Linked DNA regions of Nomascus leucogenys: region 1 is linked to region 2. The links are chromatin contacts, called in public Hi-C maps. All regions are on one chromosome and are shown on one strand. Each heading gives the region's core, a stretch centred on a gene start, on an enhancer-like site or on the middle of the called end of the contact. The rest is flanking DNA. Distances are from core to core; before and after follow the strand shown.

The links. Hi-C and Micro-C count contacts between places; a contact is called where the count stands out from the background.
Region 1: a Hi-C map of a lymphoblastoid cell line shows a contact between it and region 2, with 8 times the contacts expected there. The contact joins two enhancer-like sites. A contact is called at or near these places in 3 of 4 Hi-C or Micro-C datasets (a lymphoblastoid cell line and an unstated tissue).

Annotation. Positions count from the first base shown.
Region 1 is chr14:70,041,649-70,044,782 of Asia_NLE_v1, reverse strand. The region is part of intron 12 of POLR1A (DNA-directed RNA polymerase I subunit RPA1); the gene reads left to right. Among named protein-coding and RNA genes, the nearest start is that of POLR1A, 34 kb to the left of the region's middle. Within about 2 kb of position 1,567, the one cell type or tissue checked has an H3K27ac peak away from gene starts, as active enhancers do. A contact at or near this core is called in a lymphoblastoid cell line, where this site is marked.
Region 2 is chr14:69,789,718-69,793,104 of Asia_NLE_v1, reverse strand. No RefSeq gene overlaps it. Among named protein-coding and RNA genes, the nearest start is that of ST3GAL5, 63 kb to the left of the region's middle. Within about 2 kb of position 2,039, the one cell type or tissue checked has an H3K27ac peak away from gene starts, as active enhancers do. A contact at or near this core is called in a lymphoblastoid cell line, where this site is marked.

The sequences.
Region 1 (3,134 bases), core at 318-2,817, 250 kb before region 2:
GAAATGCTCCTGGCCTTGTGGTGGTGCCCATCACTGCTCATCACAGGCCGTCTTGCTTCCTCTCGTTCTCACCGCCGTCCTGAGGGACAGCAGTAATACACCGCCTGTGTTACTGTATTCTCCTTTGGTGACAGGGCACATGCAAACATAGATCAAGTCACCTCTTTTGTTCTTCTCTAGTGCACAAAGTAAGGTTTGTATTGAGGTTCATAGAATCGATCTGCCTTTCCTAAGTGCCTGGTGTTTTGCTAGGCACTGTGTGAGCAATGCAAAAGAAGCAAGGTGTGTTTCACTTCACTTACATTGAACTCAGGTCAAACATGTGAAACAGACTCACAGTAGGAAAGGAGAGAGAGAGACTAGGAGAAGGGGTGAGGGATGAGGCAGTACTGACGCCCCCTGCATGCTAGCACTTTGCAGTCCCTGCGGACGGATCCTCGCCACCCTGGAGTTGACAGCATGGTGGGGGAACCACTAGGAAGTGAGCATATAAATGTATTGCTGTTGCGGAGGCGTGTGGTAGACACCATAGGGAACAGCAGTGACGGACGGTGACTTTAAGCACATAATGCCCAAGAAGAAACAAGTTTGAGGGGAATGTGCAGGGCAAGTGGGCAGGGAGAGTTTGGGGTCATCAGGAAGCAACTGTGAGCCAGGTGCTGGGGCCAGCCTCAGGGCTAAAGAGGGGACTAAAGGCAGCGAACTCTTGCTGCTCTGTCAGGCCTTAGCAAGCCCTCATTCCTCTGGGGTCAGATAGTAAATATTTCTGTGGTCCTGGGCCATGCAGGCTCTGCTGTAGCTGCTCGGCTCTGCCGCCTAATACCAAAGCAGCCACAGGTAGTACACAAACAAATAGGCATGGCTGTGTTCCAATAAAACTTTATTTATAGAACCAGGTGGCCAGCCTGAGGACTGTAGTCTGCTACCCTCAAAACCTGTGATTTTTTTTTTCTTTTTTTTTTTTTTTTTTTTTTTTTGAGACAAGGTCTCACTCTGTCTCCCAGGCTAAAGTGCAGTGCTACAATCACAGCTTACTTCAGCCGCCACCTCCTGGGCTCAGGTGATCCTCTGACTCAGCCTCCTGAGTAGCTGGGACCACAAGTGTGGCTAGTTTGTGTATTTTCTGTAGACATGGGGTTTCACCATGTTGCCAAGGCTGGTTTCCAACTCCTAGGCTCAAGAGATCTGCCCTCCTCAGCCTCCCGAAGTTCTGGGATTACAGGCATGAGCCACTGCTCCTGGCCTGTAATTTCTGAAGACTTTGGTTAATGTGTTGCATATGGGTCAGGGCAAGGCTGAAGGGGCTGTGTGAGGTTGATTGGGAAGGAAACACTGAGGTCTCGTCCGAGGAGGAACCACAGGCTAGGTGAGGAGAGGAAAGGCCAAAAGGACTCATTTCCCCTGTGAAGTATGAAAGCTCTGCCCCATCCCCTGGGCCTTGTAAATAAAAGAGGGAATGGCCCAGAGAGCCAAGGCTCATTGCCCTGCTCAGCATCCTGCCAGAAGCAGGCCTTTGGCTCCAAGCCTGCCTCTGAAAATTCTGACCCTGGGGCACTGGGGCACGCTAATTTTCACTGCAGTATTTATTTAGAGACAAGAGGAAGGAAGGGCCTCGGGTTTGGGTTGGCAAGGGGAATACCCTATGCTCCAGGGCTTCTGTTTGGATTGGCCAGTGCCTACCAGACTGGCCTGTGTACCTTCCCAGCTGTGGCGAGTTTGCTTACGCTGGAGGATGTCTCAAATTTTCAAGACTCAAATCCTAGGCCCAGCCTGGCTTTTTGGGCTTGGGCCACAGGTCTAGGCAGTTTCTCCCTTGAGAGGCTAAAGAAAGAAGACCTCAGCTTATATGACGCAGTCAGACAGCGGCCAGCGCCCTGGGCAGATGCTCATGGGAACCCTCAGAGTTTAGGTCTCCTTGGAAACATGGGACTTGGCAATGGGGAGGGGAAGGTTTGAATTCCTTCAGGAGCAAAAAGACGGACTCCATGCTAGGTACTTTTAGGATTGCTTTGTAGCACTTGAGGGTTTTGCTCCCTGCTTCTCTGAGCTAGAGAGAGAGAACTTTTAACCTCACTGAACAGGAATCAGGGAGAGAGTTTTGGGGAGTATCTCTTAATTACTTCTAGCCTCTCTCTTTAATGAACTTTCTAACGCAGTTTCATAAATGTGGGCAACATAAGAAGAAACTAGACTTCCAATAATTTATTGTTTTCTCCTACCTGCTATCTGTTGTGATTTAGAGGAGATTTGGGGTGGCAGAGATTTCACCAAGTCTTCATAATTCCTTTGTACTAGAGGAGCCCTTCAGAATGCATGGGGTGGCAGTTACCTTCATGCATTTGTCTTTTAAGGTGTCACTTGATGTTCCGTGTTTAGGAGGCCCAGTAGTTAATATAATTAAAGATAAGGATGGTAAGGGTCTTAATAGGTGGTACGGGAGAGTCAGCTTTGTGAGAGAGATGTCTGTCAGAAGGACATGACCAGCCAGATATTTATAAGGGGGGAAAAGTATGAGCAGTGGTCATCTTAGAGGGGTACAATTACTTGTGATTTTTAAATTCTTATCTTTAAAATTGTCTGTATTTTCTGTTTTCCCTCTCACAGTGAGCATAGCACTTGTTCAATATTACTTTCTTTAAAAATAAGTGAAGATCTTTTTTAAAATTTACAGAAGCATCACATATTCATTATAGGAAGAACAATGCTAAGATGTAGGAAAGTAGTTGAGTGTGGTGACTCATGCCTGTAATTCCAGCACTTTGGGAGGCCAAGGCGGGAAGATCGTTTGAGGCTAGGAGGTTGAAGCTGCAGTGAGCCATGATTGTACCACTATACTCCAGCCTGGCAACAGAGAGAGACACTGTCTCAGAAAAATGTACAGCCTAGTGAGGATCCAACCACCCCTTTCCCATAGACACACACACACACACACACACACACACACACACACACAGACACGCAGAAGCTGGGTTGGTTTTTAAATTTTTTTTTTCATCATGTCACATGCCACCTGGGTTTTTTTTTCTTTGCTGTAATAGATTATTGCCATCACTTCAGGCCTTCTATACATTTACCTTATCCTTGTTCATCACTGCATAATATTCCATAGTGTGGATATACTATTGCCCCTTCTA
Region 2 (3,387 bases), core at 790-3,289:
ATTTAGCAGAGAATCGTTATCCCAAACTTGCCCACTTCCTGCATTGTACATTGGTTTAACTTCCCCACAACTAGAAAGAATCATCTGTCTTCAGGAAGTGGGCAAGTTTGGGATAAGGATTTTGAGGAAATTCTGGCTAGAGGTAAAGAGCCAGATTCAAAGACCACAGTCTTGTTCCTGTTTGTCAGAGTCAAAGCTTCCCGCAGAAACAAAGGGCTGACTAATTTTTATTTATTTATTTATTTATTTATTTATTTATTTTGAGATGGAGTCTCGCTCTGTTGCCCAGGCTGGAGTGCAATGGCACCATCTCGGCTCACTGCAAGCTCCACCTCCCAGGTTCAAGTGATTCTCCTGCCTCAGCCTTCCAAGTATCTGGGATTATATGTGCCCACCACCACACCCGGCTAATTTTTGTATTTTTTTAGTAGAGATGGGGTTTCACCATGTTAGCCAGGCTGGTCTTGAACTCCTGACCTCAAGTGATCCACCCATCTTGGCCTCCCAAAATGCTGGGATTACAGGTGTAAGCCACCACGCCCAATCCCTGGACTGCCTTATTTTTATTGTCCAAGTTTGAATACTCCCCCTCAAAAAAGATTTTATATATTTGTAACATTGAAATATGAAATAGAAAGGAGAAAATCTCATTTAGATCATTTTTTATTTCTTTAGCCTTCTGGAAGTCTCTATGTACATAAAGAGATAGGTGACTTCCTTTGTGTAACAAACTTGCATTCATGGAGTCCCTCAGCTGTCCCACCCATGCACTGGGGAAATTCAGGATCAGGACCTCTATTACCACCCACTGATGCAACTTGCTGCAAGAGGGAAGGGAGAGGGAAATGTTTTGAAGAGTTTGTCCTATGGGCCAACAACCCTCGTATCCACAGGAATGGCATGGCTGGGTGCTTGTCACCCCTCGGCTTTATGGGTGCCTCCATGCTGTCATTGACTGGCTCAAGGATCTACTGACCCCAGTTCTGGCTGAGTTCTGACTGGGTTGGAACAAAGGCCCTGCTGAGACCTATCTACTGCAGATGCACCCACACATTTTCCAACACTTGGGACTGAAATCAAACTCGATTGCTTTATTTTCCCACACACTAAAATACCCCCGGTTCTGGAATATGGAAGTGAGAGTGACAGAGTGGGTCCTTCTGTAGGACACTCAGTCCTGGCACTCTGGCTGACCATTCGGGCAGATCATGCTGTTCTGAACACCATTTGTTCAAACTCTGAAACCAGTTGATGCTCTACCCATCATTCCAGACACTCTTGGCTGTATCTTAGTACCCAGCAGGGCTGTCCTCGAAATACTGCCCTGTGGCTCCTGGCGCCAGCTCCTATCCTGCCCCGCCAGCACCGCCACCTTTAGTTCCCATGGCCTGCAGAAAGCCATGGCAGGGCGCAGATGACAGGCTGCGCCTAACATGGATCCTGCTTACTGTTCTGGAGCTTCAGTCTAGAGGGAAAAGATGCTAAACAAGTCACATGACAAAGGCAGTGTCAAAGCAAAGGGGAGGTACACCAGAGGAGCACACCAGGGAAACCAGATAAGTCTAAACTGAGACCAAAATGCTAATTAGGGGGCCGGGAGGAGGGCAAGAGGAGCATTCTAGGCAAAACCAGCAGCTTTCGAGAAGGGTTGTTAAAGCAGGACATGCTTTAACAACCAAATCACAAAGTGAGCGTAGGCTCAGGGTGTGGCTGCGATGAGGGAGATGAATGTGGGGGTAAGGAGCAATTTGGAGCCCCTGAGGGATGTTATGGGGTGGGGGGTGCGGGGAGTGATTCAATTCGGCTTAAACTGAAAATCATGTGGCTGTGAGTGGAAAGAGAATGGGGAGTGGGAAACTGGGAGCAGAGAATCGATGGGAAAGCCAAGGAAGGTGATCTCACCGCAGGCAACACTGAAAAGCGGGTGGTGCTGGGGACCTGGATGGGCTTGGTGGACCTCACATCCTTCCAGGCTGCCTTCTGACTGGGTATTCCGCCAGCCACTTTTCTAGATCCCTTTGGGGTAGGTAAGGGGTGACTGGAGAGAGATACTGGGATAGGAGCCAGGAGTCAAGGAGGCAGCCCCACCTTTGCCACAATGCCCCTGTAATGCTTTCAGGAAGGTCACAGCCCCTCTCAGAGGTTCCATCGGTTGAACAGGGGCTTGACGAGGTCCCCAGCTCATTCGTCGTTAATGAAAAGAAACCACCAGGGCTAAGAGAGGTGGATGTTAGAATGGTCCACCGCGCCACCTGGTGTCATGAGGCCGTGGGCACAGCTCTCTGCGCTGGGCTACCAGGTGACCCCCAGCGGGTCTGGCCCATTCTTCTACAAGGTCCCCCCAGCCACTGGCTCTGGCACCGTCTTCAGCTGCTGGGGCACTTCTCTCCTCCCTGCACAATCTGGATTTTCTCCTCCTTTTCTGACCATTCCTCGGGCTCCCCTCCCCTCTCCCAACATGGTGAAACCCCGTCTCTACTAAAAATACAAACATTAGCTGGTCATGGTGACATATACCTGGAGTCTCAGCTACTTGGGAGGCTGAGGCAGGAGAATCGCTTGAACCCGGGAGGCGGAGGTTGGAGTGAGCTGAGATCATGCCACTGCACTCCAGCCTGGCGACAGAGTGAGACTCTGTCTCAAAAAAAAAAAAAAGTCAAATGATAAAAAAATGTTGAAAAAATCTGGAGAAACTGGAACCCTTGTATATTGCTGGTGGGGATGTACAATGGTGTAGCCACTTTGAAAAACAGTCTGGAAGTTCCTCAAATGGTTATAAAGTTACCACGTGACTCAATTCCACTCCTAGGCATATGCCCAAGAGAAATGAAAACACATTTCTTCATGTACAAAAACTTGTACATGAATGTTCATGGTGACATTATTCCTAACAGCCAAAAACATGGAAACCAACCCAAATGTCCACCAACTGATGAACAGATAAATAAAATGTAGTATATCCATACAACGGAATGTGATTTGGCCATAAAAAGAATGAGGAACTGATATCACATGGATGTACCTTGACAGCGTTACACAAAGTGAAAGAAGGGTCGTATATTGCATGATTCCATTTATATGAAATGTCTAGGATAGGCAAATCTATGGATACAAAAAAGAGATTAATGGTTGCCTAGGCCTGGGGGAGATAGAGGAATTAGGGTGATAGCTAACGGGTGCTGGGGTATTTTGAGTAAATGAAGAAGTTCTATAATTAATTGTAGTGATGAATGCACAGCTCTGTGAATACACTAAAATCCATTGAATTGTACCCTTTAGATGGATGCACTCTCTGGGATGTGAATTATATCTTAATAAAGCTATTTTAAAATGTTGTTCAAGTTTTCTTCATCCTTCTGAAGACACTAAAGCTCTTGGCTCTGTGGC